Linked DNA regions of Zea mays: region 2 is linked to region 1. The links are chromatin contacts, called in public Hi-C maps. All regions are on one chromosome and are shown on one strand. The core of a region is the stretch at or near the end of the contact, and the rest is flanking DNA. Distances in the headings are between cores, read along the strand shown.

Evidence for each region. A called contact is a pair of places that touch in the nucleus more often than the background predicts.
Region 2: a contact with region 1 is called in a Hi-C map of ear, with 1.7 times the contacts expected there. The contact joins the promoter of LOC100274583 here to the promoter of LOC100286062 in region 1. A contact is called at or near these places in 4 of 25 Hi-C or Micro-C datasets (bundle sheath, ear, leaf and 1 more).

Annotation. Positions count from the first base shown.
Region 1 is chr1:16,638,490-16,645,370 of Zm-B73-REFERENCE-NAM-5.0, reverse strand. It overlaps LOC100286062, which reads left to right and starts at 3,450. Exons shown (of 4, transcript NM_001370739.1): 1 at 3,450-4,302; 2 at 5,287-5,379; 3 at 5,514-5,581; 4 at 5,707-5,976. The coding sequence starts at 3,631. The coding sequence ends at 5,857. LOC100284273 reads left to right here. Exons shown (of 4, transcript NM_001159058.2): 2 at 385-480; 3 at 749-816; 4 at 968-1,553. The coding sequence ends at 1,115. LOC109942747 (a long non-coding RNA gene) reads right to left here. Exons shown (of 2, transcript XR_002265496.2): 2 at 6,373-6,682.
Region 2 is chr1:16,854,098-16,860,978 of Zm-B73-REFERENCE-NAM-5.0, reverse strand. LOC100274583 (DUF1677 family protein) reads left to right here and starts at 4,298. Exons shown (of 1, transcript NM_001148936.1): 1 at 4,298-5,173. The coding sequence starts at 4,513. The coding sequence ends at 4,902.

The DNA.
Region 1 (6,881 bases), core at 2,201-4,700:
CGCAAATCCACCTTCGCCCCTACTGCTTCTGCACGTTCTGGCCTCTGGGGCTGTGCTTGCTTCCGTCCCGTCTCGCTTTCGCGCTGGTCACGATGAACCGACCCGAGTACCCGACGCCCCAGCGGCTGCCGTTCGTCCGCGTGCAATGGTTTCCGAGCACGTAACCGCAACAAGGAGTAGTTCTAGGATGCGGCACGCAACGTGGCCCAGTGAGCGTGTGGAACGTGCCACCCATCACCCATGTCGCATGGCAGTGGATGGATAGCTAGACCCGAAAATCGTCCTGACGGGAGGCTTGCCTGTCCCCGGCCTGAGGGCTCAGGGCTTTGGTACAGTACATCATACACATCTCCCACACTTTCTTTTTTTTCCCGTCTCATGCAGCTCATGTACGTGGACCAGAAAAGGGAAAGGGCAGAGTTGCTGCACGAACTGCTCAAGACCGGAGCTGGCTTCGACCCCCTCCCGGTTCTTACCCAGGTACGTACCACCCCACTACGACATCGCACTTACTCCTTAGGTTCCAAGATAAAATCCGTTTTGGTTTTTTAGTTGATTCATATAATACTTTGTATGTGTCTATATTCATTATCATCTACTACAATATAGACATAAAAATCAAGGGTTAAAACGAATATTATTTTTGGGACGGATGCAGTACTAATTATGCAATTACCATATGAACTCGCAGGAACACTAACAAAACAAAAATACTAACAATTTTGGGCTTCCGATCCGTTCCCTCCAGGAAACACTGATCATCTGGGGCGACAAAGACCAGGTGTTCCCCGTCGACCTCGGCCACAGGCTGCACAGGTAGGTAAAAAAAACGCACAGCTAGCGCAGCCGCAGCACCGCCGCACTGCCGAAGATCCTTGCTCTCTTTGCATTGCACGCAACGCAACCCACCACGCCACTTCGCTTCTTATCGCTCAGAGCGCTGCCATTGCACTGCGCGTGAACGCAGGCTTCTGGGCGAGAGGTCCAGGCTAGAGATCGTCAGGGACGCAGGGCACGCGCTGCAGCTGGAGGGCGCCGACCACGTCAACCGCTCCATCAAGTCGTTCCTCCTGGACGAGCGGGTCGGCCCGGGAGCCGGCGCGGGCCGCAAGTAGGACGAGGCCTTCTCCCGTCCAGGCCCACAACCAAACGGAGGCCTGCTCGCAGGTGCCTGCGTACTTGCGTTGCAGAGCTGCAACAGTGCGAACGCCAGCTGTAGTTAAGCAGCGGAGCGGCAATGACCTGCACGCACGCAGACGCCCCCACCGCCCCGCAATCATGCAGCGCTGGGGCTACTGGTTACAAAAGTACAGAGAAGCGTCGCTCCGGACTAGTTTGTTTTGTACAATAATGTCTGAAAGAACGAGCTTGTGCGGCCGAAATTCGGAGAGCTGTCTTTATCTGGTGCGCACAGTCTGTCTCTTTGTTTCTTCATGCTCAGCCTCATGAGATAACGATATATTTATGACAGCTCCAACAATAATTTGTAAGCTAAATTCAAGCATTTTATTTTATATTTCAATAAAGAAAGGGAGAAAAGCTACCTCCTGATCAAAAACTGGTTTTGTGCACGTATTTTAGGTTCACATGAGGTTGTCATGTTGGTCTAATTATATTATAAGTCATTGTGAAAAAGACAACATTATTGATAAGTCATTGTGAAAAGGCAACATTATTTAAGAAGAGATTGTCTTAAAGCTAACAAATCACAAGCTCCTGCTGTTGCGCGGGCGGGTGCCTTTACTGACTGCCCTTTTCAACAAGGTTATACTAGCATTATTCCAGAGCTATCCTTTTGTGATGCTGTGCTGATGGACCACTAGTCGCTGACAGCCCACTTGTGCAGCATATAGAAGACTAGTGTTTAACCCAATTTCTGGTTGCCGTATCTTCTTGCCCTGCCTTTACATAACATCATCCTCTTGGTGAGCAATCATCTCTCCTTCAGGAAATAAAAAAGAAGTTTAAACAAAGAGGTGTTGCCTCTACATAACATCATCCTTTTGGTGTACAAGCATCTCTTTCAGAAAAGAAGTTTAAACAAAGGGGAGACCAGAATTCTTCCCGTGGCCGCCACTCCCATATGTATCGTATGTAGGGCCTGTTTGGTTCACTACCTCAGTTGTCACATTTTACTTAACTTTTCTGCCTAAGGTTAGTTATTCAATTCGAACGACTAACCTTAGGCAAAGTGTGGCACATTTAGCCACAAACCAAACAGGCCCCTAGTCTTGTGTTCGACGTATTGTGATGGCCACGTGTAAACCATCGCCAGTGTTTCGCTGCATGGACCCCACCATCGGACGCTCCTCCTTAACTATGGCAACGTCATCACCGCACACCGCCCCGCCCTCGAAGTCGAAGGCTCCGCTAGTCCGCTTGGAGAGAAGGGAACTTCAAGTTGCACTGGTAAGTTGCCTGCATCCGTGCCCGTGATTTGTTACGATTTATTATATATCATATAAATAAATATTAAAATATATATTTAAATATAATTATTATTTATTTTTAAATATTAAAGTGCGTGTGATCTAGTGGTTAGTTTTAAAATTTTAAATCAGGTATGTGAGTTCGAGTGCTCGCTTTGTATTTTTTTTACGGACGTGAGACTGGAGCGCAAAGTGAAGTCGTGCTAACATAAGTCACCAGGTGATCATATTAGGTTAAAAAGTGTCGTCGCTAAAAGCTTTAGCAGTCGGCATCTTTTTAGCGACTAACCATCGGTTGCTGCTATTGTATTTTTAGCTACCAACTGATGGGGCAAAACACTCATAGATGAAATCAAATAAAAACCAAACATTAAAAAAGTATAGCAAAATAAACCAGAAATACATTATAATCTATCTTAGAGCATCTCCAAGAATCTTTCTAAATTTTACTCTCTATATTATCTTTTAGAGAGTTGTTTACATAAAAACCACTTTCTATATATTTCTAATATCCAACAACTTTTCTAAATCATGTTTGCACTCTAGATAGTCATCCACTTCTTCTATATTTGGTTAGTGAGAAATACGAAATAGAAGATGGCTGTCGTCGGAAGGTGTTTTCTATAAAAAAATCTCTATCCTTATTCATTAAGAACAATATAAAGAGTCTCTTAGAGTTGTTTCTTAGCATGGTTTTGGGCTTTGAAGCTCCAAATTTGATGTGAATCCGGATACTTGCCTCCATTCACTTTATATCAATTTGCATAAGAAAACTTGGTAATCCTTTTTTTAGCTCTTATATATAGTTATATGTATTAAGTGAGCACAATAGACGGTAGTAAAAAAAGAAGCGAATGAACCTATACTAGAACAGCCGAACTGAAATTTACGGGCATTGACGACGGCCAACAATGCGAGATACAAGTTTTTCTCCAACTAAAATTTTCGTTGTGGCCCGCGCACTGCTCCCTCCCTAAAAACTGTTCCATCCTTTCAAGTTCAGCAATAATGTTTGGTCCACTCAACCACTTTTCCCTTGCAAATCTGCAACTGCAATGCCCATTTTCGCCACCAAACACGCTCTCTTTAAGCTAACCATCGCGCCCCCCGTTCTCTTAGCACGTACACTTGCACACACTCTGCAAACTGAAGGTGCCGGACTAGTAGCTCCGTGTCACTGTCACCAACCAGAGCCAGAGCCATGGGGGCCAGCCTGAGCCTGGTGCCGGTGCTCGACTACTTCGCCCGCCGCGAGTGCCTGCGCGCCGGCCTCCACCAGAACGCCGTCACGCTCCCGTACCCCGACGGCGGCGCCGGGGCGACCTGCACCGTCCAGTACTGGGCTCCGCAGGGGGAGCCTGAGCTCCCGCCGCTCCTGCTGGTCCACGGCTTCGGGCCCCGGGCCGACTGGCAGTGGCGCTGCCAGGTGGGGCCGCTCTCGCGCCACTTCCACGTCATCATCCCCGACCTCCTGGGCTTCGGCGGCAGCGCGTACCCGTCCGAGACGGCGCCGCCGCCGACGGAGGCGACGCAGGCCGCGGTGCTGGCGGCGCTGCTGGGCGCGCTGCCCGGGATGGAGCGCCGGCGCGTGGCCGTGGCGGGCACCAGCTACGGCGGGTTCGTGGCGTACTGGCTGGCCCGCGAGGCGGGGCCCGCCAGGGTCGGCCCCGTGGTGATCGCCAGCTCCGACCTGCTCAAGACGGCTGCCGACGACAGGGCGTTCCTGAAGCGCGCCGGCGAAGGGTGGGGCGGCGTGGACGAGATCCTCCTCCCCGCCGAGCCCGCCGCGCTGCGGAAGCTCCTGGAGCTGGCCTCCTGCCGCCCGCCGCCGCGGCTGGTGACGCCGGACTTCCTGCTCCGTGACTTCATCCAGGTGCGGTGCGGTGCTTGTGCCTTGTGCTAAGCGGAATCCTCCCTCTTTTTGACCGTTTCTTTTGCGCCGGAAGTCAACGTCACCTCGGAATCCTGGACACTAGAATTGCTCGTGTTTTTTTTTATTAAACAATAGTCAAAGTAACGTGGAAGGAGTGCCCAAGTTTAGATGTTCTAGACAAATGGGTGCGATGCAGCATTACATTCTGCAGGAGTATATAGCGACAAACTAACAACACGGTCGGTAACTCTGCAGTCGCAGCAGCTTCCTTTTCGTTAGATTCAGATCGACGGGAAACCCACAGATGGCTGCAGCTGTTTAGGATGTTGCTGCAGGTTCAATTTTTTCCCCCCTGTTGGTACTTGCCTACTTGGTACTGTGGCTGTTACGGAAAGATGTGCAACAGCTACAAGCTACAGCGTTGCAAAAACCGCAGCCGATCAGGGCAGCAGCAACGTGTAACATGTAAAATAACTGGCTCTCTCGTACTATTCTTCGGGAGTCAATCTCTTCTGCTACAGGGGTATAATAACTGACCGAATATATAGAACATACTATCGACTTTTATATCTTTAGATAATTAACTTTGTTACAAAAAATATACTTCATAATAAATCTAAGGATACCTTTCATGGATTACGAAATCAATATATCTTTATATATGTAGTTAAAATCTTAAAACTGACTTCTCGAGAAACCATACGAGTAATTTTATTGTTTTTTTTTGTTGTACTGAGGAGTATTGTAGTACGCACTTTCGTTTCGTCAGCGCAACTCGCCAGCCGTCATTAATGCCCAACCACTAGCTTGACCCGACAGGAATCGCGAATCGACCGTATATATGGTTGGAGTCTGTCCGTTCTCTTCTGCGACTGGGCCTAGATGTTGCCTGTCCAGTGTCCACTGGTCCAGCCAGTTCAGCATTCAGCGAAGAACTCCTAGCACTGAACTTTTTTTTTCTTCCCTTTACCTGTCATCTGTCAGAAACTCTTCACGCAGAACAGGGAGCGGCTTGTCCATCTGCTGAAGGGGATTACGGTCGGGACAGAGAAGTTCCAAGTGACGCCAATATCTCAGGTACTGTTAAAAACGCAGGTTGTCTCGCGCGCGGCGCGCTATCAGATGACGCTCTGGCCTCTAGCTAGCCGCACGCCCGCGCCTCTGTCTGTGAGCCTGTGACTGAAATTTCGCCATGGACGTGCGTTGTGCAGGAAGTGCTGATTGTATGGGGAGACCACGACCAGCTGTTCCCGGTGGAGAAGGCGTTTGCGGTTCAGAGGTACGAGCGTTTCTTCACAGGCACACTGTGTTGTATGCCCGAAACAAAATAAAAACAAACAAACAGATGGCTCAGCCCGTGCTGACTGCTAAGTAACACCAACTGACTTGTCGCTGTGTCGGCAGGGCTCTGAACGGGACCGCTAGGCTGGAGGTGATACCGAAGACAGGCCACGCTCCTCAGCTGGAGGATCCGGCTCGCTTCAACAAGGTCATGCTGGACTTCTTGCTGGCTTCTCACAAGCCTGACCCCTCGGTTAGTGGTAGCGCGCAATAATTTACCAAGGTGCATTGGCGATTGGTCAGTGGTAGCCGACTCGATTGTTTGTAATAAGATCGCTGGACAGGTTCAGTTCATTCCATTAAATCAATGGTAAATTTCAAAAAGGAAAAAAATATGGTACAGATTTCTTCTTTTACCTGAGAACATCGCAACTATAGTTGTACATGTGGGCCGGCCTGGCCCGGCACGGCACAAGCACATCTAGGCACGGCTCACAAAGGCACGGCACACAAAGGCACAACCCCAATTATGGGTCGTGCCGTGCCAGCACATGGGCCGAGCCAACGGCCCACGGCACGGCACACAATTACTTATGTGTGCTAGGCTGGCCCAAAAAACCCAAAATGTCGTAATGTGCCAGACCGGCCCACATATAAAATGCAACAATAATAATAAGAAAATAGAGGTACTCAAGTACAGAACATATATGACCAAATAAAATTGAGCTGTTTTGTGGCTGTCTCATTAAAAACCTTTGGTCAGAAGGGATAAAGAGTACAGCCAGCTCAAAAATAGTAATCAGTTCAATGTTTCGAGAGTTTAGTTGAGTAATACAGCCATACATACGAAATACAGATACAATGATAAAATCCTACACGACCACATGCACACTAGGCAACAGCAACAGGTTGAGCATCTTGATTATCATCACCATCACCATCTAGATACTGATTCTCGAAAACTTGTTGAAGCTCTGGATTCTCCAAGTTGTGTTGTTCTCGATCGTCGCCCATCTGCCAATCCTTCAAACATGTCAAAATCTCCACCATCTCACTAGTTAGACAACGTCTCCTCTCCTCAAGCACCCTGCCAGTAAGACTAAAAACAGATTCGGAGCTAATAGTTGAAACAGGTACAGTTAGAACATCCTTAGCTAAAATGGAGAGAATAGGGTATGTATTCTTATGCTCACGCCACCAACTAAGAATATCAAAATCATCATCAAACACAGTAATTGGATCACTGTCAACATACATGGACAACTCAGAGACTGTACAGAAATTAGAAGGCGAAGAAG
Region 2 (6,881 bases), core at 3,049-5,548, 210 kb before region 1:
ACTTGTTGATTTCACGGAATTTAAATTTGTCACTAATTTTTAAAATAAAGAAAGAGTAGGTTAGTCATTGTGTATAAAAAACTAGAAGTTGGTTTCTTAGAAACTGGGTTCTAAACATTAAGTTTTTTATAAACTATTTTCTAGAAATTGGAGATAGAATCTGGTTTCTTTAAAATTGGGATGCTTCTAAACGGACCCTAAGGACATGGTTAGATCATATGCAACTAAAAATCGGTTGAGGTCCTATTTGGATTTTAGCTAACAAGCTAGCTAATATCTTATGCACTATTCAATTAATAATTAGCAACTGACTGGTTTCACTTGAGTAACACAACTAGCAGTTAGCTACTAGGTGGATCCAAATCCAGCCAAGCTTATAGAAAGTGCACAGTAAATTAGTCTCTTTATAAAATATGTCTTGATCTTGACATCCATAAATGTATATGTATATATTAAAAATCTTGTCAAATTTGAGAAGCCTCGACTAAAAAACTAAAATAACATACTCCATATAGTTTTTAGCTAAGTTAAACTATAACTTAGATTATAAGCTAGGAAAAAGCTATCTCGAGTTATGCAACAAAAAAAGTTCTAAACATTTTGGTTAAAATAACTACAAAATATACCATCGTTATCTTTCTTAAAGTATAACACAACGTTTCCAACAACTATTTGTGCCACTGCAGTTCGAGTCACTAGTTGAGTTCTCATTTGTTCAGTGGCGGATGAAGAAATAAAATCAAGGTGTGGCGAGACGATACACTAGTGTAACCAAGTCGTCCCTAGTGTGCATCAAATTCATTTGACCAAACTTTTTAAGATGTGACAACCCACTTTTTTGCATCAAATTCATGGCTATCAGTGAGCAACTCGCTTCTCATCTCTTTTTCATGTCACTATAAGTCTGATGTGACATATCTTACATCTTACCTACATCACCTCATTATACTTGCTCTAAGGATTAAAACGTAATAATCTACAGTGGGAACTTCTATGAAAATTCATGTGTCATTATACTTGTGATGTCATGATATGGTAGACATACTCTATGACGTTAAAACTCGACCTATTTGTCTAAGCAATCCATTGTGTGATACCTTGGGTAACCTAGTGTCTTTACCATGACAATATATTTTCACCAAACAATACTGATTTTATATAGACAACCACTAGATCAAAAACACATAAAACATATCATATCGTCGTTAGATCTGGTGGCCATTATGTTCGTCGGTAAAGCTCTGTGCTACGACAACGATAGTTAGGGAAGCGACATTGGTGTCAGTGAAGACCAATGGTGAAGTTCCCATTGCTGACAACCTCTCTCTAGATCGCTCCAGTGTTTCGGGTGAGGAGTCGTAGACAGTGGTGCGAACCTTGTTAAACTTGGCGCGCTTGTCCCCATCTTCTTTTATAGGGCTACATAATAGGGACTCACCAGCCTGTGTTGGATGGCCCCGATTAAGGTACGAGGTCAAGAGCTCAGTTAATAAGATAGGTGTGTGTCCGACTAGGTCAAGAATACGGCTAAGCCTAATCCGGGGGTGTTTGGTTTCTAGCGACTAAAAATTAGTCCCTAGAAACCAAACACCCACTCAGAATATATGGAAGAAATGAATGATAAGCAACTGTGACAAGAAAATTAAAAAATACAAGACCATCGGGTGGCTTTTTCTTGGGTACCGGTACCGCACACATGTCGCCTTTTGCTTTGTCGTCAGCCGCATGTGCCGTAACATACTCGTGGCATGCCGTCGTCACCGTCTTTATGCTTTGCTTCACACCTTGCTCCACCGTCTGTGTGTATTGTGGTCTCAATTCACTTCAACACCTTGGGTTCTTACGATGGTTGAATACTCAGTCTTAACTCTTAAGCAGCTTTTCATTCTCTGTAATTGGCCCACTGAATGACAAACGAGCACATGTATATCTCAGGCAACTGTTGAGTTCGCCCAAAGATGTATACATATGATGAAGCAAGAAACAAAAAAGAGATGGGAGACAGTCGTGGGTCATGACAAAACCAAGGTGTGGCAGATGCTACACCTTGCCCTATTGAGAGCCCTGAAAGTCAATTAGTCAAGAGCATAAAAAGCAAGTGCTCGTGACATGGACAAGTAGGCCCGGGTCCTCCACATGCATAGTACCAGTGGAGCATATATCGGTCCAGTGCTGAGTGCTGGCATCTAATGTTAGCTTATTCCTATGACATGGCGCCACCAGCTGGTGTTCCCATCTTCAGTGTCCCATAAGATGTAGATAAACACACACACACACAACAAACAACAAGTTAAAGTTGTTATGACATGGTACTGGAGCAGCGTGACAAGGCACAAGAACACACGATATTTTTTCTTTAAAAAATGTAAATGGTCACTGTCTAGTAAGGTCATGTTTGATAACAAAGTATTTTGATACTAAGGTTTTATACATTAGGTATAGAGTTTTACCTATGTAAAACCGTAGTCAGTGGCAGAGCGGAACGAAAATACAATGTATGGCAGTGGAGAGTATCCCTAGACACATGATTGCTTGAGAGGGGAAGTGAGGTGCAGGGAGGATAGGAGGGCACTGGGCGGCCGCACAGGCGAGAACGGAGGTTGTCCGGTCAGGTAGAGCTGACCTGGACTCTTCACGCTTGGAGCCTTGGATTGTTGTTGGTGTTGGAGAAGGGAAGCGGGCAAGGGACCTGGGCATTGGCACACCACACATTAATCACAGTCCGCAGGCCGCACGATGACACTGACGTGATGAAGGCACGACCATGGCTCACGGTTGCACACCACACTAGCTGGAGAGCATGGAGCACCACACTAGTTGCCAGAGCGGAGAAGGGCACTGAGGGCGGAGCTAGATAGTCCTAAGTCGCGGAGATGGCCTATAGCCCGCGAGCAAGTGGCAGCTCCGCAATGCGCGTTGCACATGACAACGACTGTGCGTGTGAGGGTTGTGAATGACGACGGAGAAGATGATCAGGTGTCCAGGTGAATGGCGATCTCGACCAGGCTAAGGTATGCGCGTGAGCCATACCGAGTGCTTCGTCCCTGACCGTAGTATTTCTTGAAATTGTGGACTGTTTGGTTACAATCCTATCTAAGGGCCAGCGGCTGCTGCACATTCTGTCGCTGTCAGATTCGTCCACAAAGTGAGCAACCCCAATGGCAACGACTGAGACAAAACTTTGGTCGTGATTCCAGTTTCTAAAACTCTAAAATTACTACAATTTTGAGGATATTGTAATATTAAAAACTGCAGTATGCAAAATCCAACCAAAACCCTCGTGTCTTTCAATAACTTATAGGGTGTTTGGTTGGAGGAATGTGTTAGTTCATCATCTTCTCACTCCTCAATTTTTTTGTTTGGTTTATGGAATGGAATGAGTTGATCCATCACCACCTCATTTCCCATAGTTAGTTAGTTAGTATTAATATGAGGAATGGGATCATCCCACCAAATTTGAGGAATGAACCCATGATGCACCACCTCAATTTGGATATAGTGATTCCTTAAACCAAACACCCTATTAGTTTCCTCAAATATTACATTATCTTATCAAAACCACAATAATACCGCGGTGCCAAACATGCCTAATAGTATTACGAAAAAGTGGCACATTTGGCTTCATCGCTATAACTCCAAATAAGCAAGTAGATCATTTTGCATTCTCGGAGAATGACTGTTAAGCCTAGAACATAGTCGAAACTTAACGTTCCATGCATACATTATTCTTTAACTATACATAAGGTATACTTAAATATATAATGAAAATACACCCCATCTGTTCTAAATTAATATTTGTTTTAGCTCTTAGTTTTTATGTCTATATTTAAATATTTGATGATAAATCTAGACATAAATATATACAAAAACACATCCATCAATTATTGTATGAATTTAATAAAAGACTAAAACGAATTTTAATTTGAGACAAAAGAAGTATCTGCCAAAGATTAAAAAAATGGCTATAAGAACGAGGGAGTAACATCAATGTTTAGTTCAAATTTTGGGGGACCTGCATCAATTTAACAACTAATAACAAAATAAGCATAGCTGTCGCTGCCAGCTCAGCAGCCGATGTTTCATCAAACCCCGGATGCCGAAGCGATTCCTACCTCAATCATTTGCGATGCGGGCCCCACACAAACCACCTCACCACGGCACCACGCCACAGCGGCACAGCCCCCTCCGTCCTCCCGCCATTTTTACCGACGCTGCTGGCCGCACTGACCCCCCGTTTCCTCGAATACAAAAGCCGCACACCCAGAGGCCAGAGCGATCAGCTCCACCAATCGCAGCTCCGCTGCCCTGCTCTCCACCTCCTCCAGACCTCCACCATGGACGAGCCGCCGCTCCATCCACCGCCCCTCCCCCATGCCCTCACCACCGCCGAGTAACACCTCCTCGCCGCCGCCCTTGCCTTGACGGATTCGAATAATTCGTGGAAGAGAAGTTCTTATTCCCTTGCCTTCAGCCGTACTGCGGCGGCGGAATCTCTCTCTGGACTTCTCCCCGATGTCCGTGGCGGCCGAGCAGGAGGTGGCGCCGGCCGTCGTGGCCGTGGCCGAGGCGGAGGAGTGGGAGGTGTGCGCCTGCTGCGGGCTCAGGGAGGAGTGCACGCCGGCGTACGCGGCCGGCGTGCGCGCGCGGTACGGCGGGCGCTGGCTGTGCGGGCTCTGCGGCGACGCCGTGGGCGAGGAGGTCGCCGCCGGGGGCGGCTCGGTGCTGGAGCTCGAGGCAGCGATCGCGGGGCACGCCGCCTTCTGCCACGCGCTCGGCGGGCGCCGGACGCCGGCCGCGGCCGAGCGGCTCATCGCCGCGGTGCGGCGGCTGCTCCGCGGCGCCGACGCGGGCGGCAAGGAGGAAAAAGCCGTGGTGGTGGTGGAGTTCCAGGAAGCCTCTTGACCGCCTGCCTGAATTTGAATGGGACGGATCGAAGATTTGTTCTTGCAGGCGGCGCTAGCTAGCTACTCTGCTAGTCCTCTTTTCGTAATTTGCATTTTGATTAGTTCTCAATATTTGTATGCTTAAATTCGGACATGAACGCTGAAATTTCTCCAACCCTTGTACACGCCCTAGGAGATGTGGAACATCAGAAATTTTGGAGAAAGAGGGTTGTGAGAGATTTGAAGTATATATAAAAGCTACAAGATGGGAGAATCCCATCTTTCATGTCATTTAGGCCCCGTTTCAATCTCACAGGATAAACTTTAGCTTTCTGCTAAACTTTAGCTATATGAATTGAAGTGCTAAAGTTTAGTTTCAATTACCACCATTAGCTCTCCTGTTTAGATTACAAATGGCTAAAAGTAGCTAAAAAAAAGCTGCTAAAGTTTATCTCGCGAGATTGGAACATGGCCTTAGTTGAAATTCATCCAATCTGTATATTTATGATTTAAGAATGCTAGGGGTGGTCGATTCTAAACAGGAATAACACCGAATTCTAAATAAAAATTGCAAAGTGACTGGCAGCCAAAGAACAGGTTCTAGATGGGGGCAACACAACACTCGCTACTTGCTTGCAATTTCTTTGAGCTAAGTTGTTTTCAGTAAGAGTGACCCTCTTTTCCGAGTACGCGAGAAAATTTTCAGTGGTACCTTTAGTTTTCAGAGAGTTTTTTTTTTAAAAATAAGTCTTTGCTGATTCCTATTAAGGTTCCACCAAAACACGTCTGTCTAACAAATGGGAGATTAACCACTCTTGATGTTGAACTATGGTTGTTGATTGGTTCAAGGAGATGCTAATCTTCGATGATTTTGTTGAGCTCAATGGAGCGAGTACCAATCATGCATGGCTGTCAATGCGATGCTCATCTTCACGTGCGCCAAGTTGAGCCCAATCAGGATCCATGGTTTCTTCCGCAATTTTTTTGTTCCGTCGCGCGTCCGACATGAAGAATCCTCCTGTGATTTTAGCGTGGATTTAGGTTTGTTTGAATGCACTACATCTAATAGTTAGTGGATAAAATTAGCTAGAGACATCTAAACACTCTAGCTAATGTTTCAGCTATTAGTTGCTACTAGTTAGCTCTATCTAATTCTACTAATAATTTTTTAGCCAATTAATTATTAGCTCTAATTTATTCAAACACTCCATCAGCGTCCTACGAACAAACATTCAAACAGCTGTCATTGTCACGTACAGGCAATTGACAAACTGTCGGATCCTATGGTCTAATTTTGTCGCCGTGTTTTCGAAATTTACAAAATTTTGAGTTAATCCTAGGTCTCGCTGTGGGCACGCATTAGTTCCCTTCAGAATTTCATGCAACGCCAGCAATCGATTCGGAATTTGTTTGGTGCCGAAATGGTTCGGCGCTTCCGTTGCTGTCCTTTCAGCGCAGAGCGCTGGCGGTCAGACTCGGTGATAGCGTTGGCGAAGCCGATCGAATCGTCCATGCGCGACGTAATCATCGATCGCTTCTCAATGGAGCACTAGACCAGTGCACCGATGGCGTGGAGACCATGATGTGGCCACCAATTATCATCGTCTTTCCCCGAATTTAAAACAAAAATTTCGTACGAGTTCTTGTTTTTTATAGGCTCGTTCCATCAGGAATCTGGACCACTGGATTAGAACCAGTATATGTGTACCTTTCGATGCTACCATCCATAGATCTTTCCTGCGTATAGTGTTCCTGGCATATTCGCCTCTCATGATGACCTGCATCTAATTTCCAGGAAAAAAACAAAGGAACATATTATGGTGATCTGGCGGCTCATTTGTCAGGTTTTGATATCTAGATTAATTAGTATATGCATCAAAGTGTGAGCTAATGCGCCGATCGCACTGGACATCTTTCTTATGATGACGTGAGCTGTTTGTTTAGGATTTTAGTGCTGCCTTGGTCATGGGTATATACACAGTAGCAGTATTGTGATGT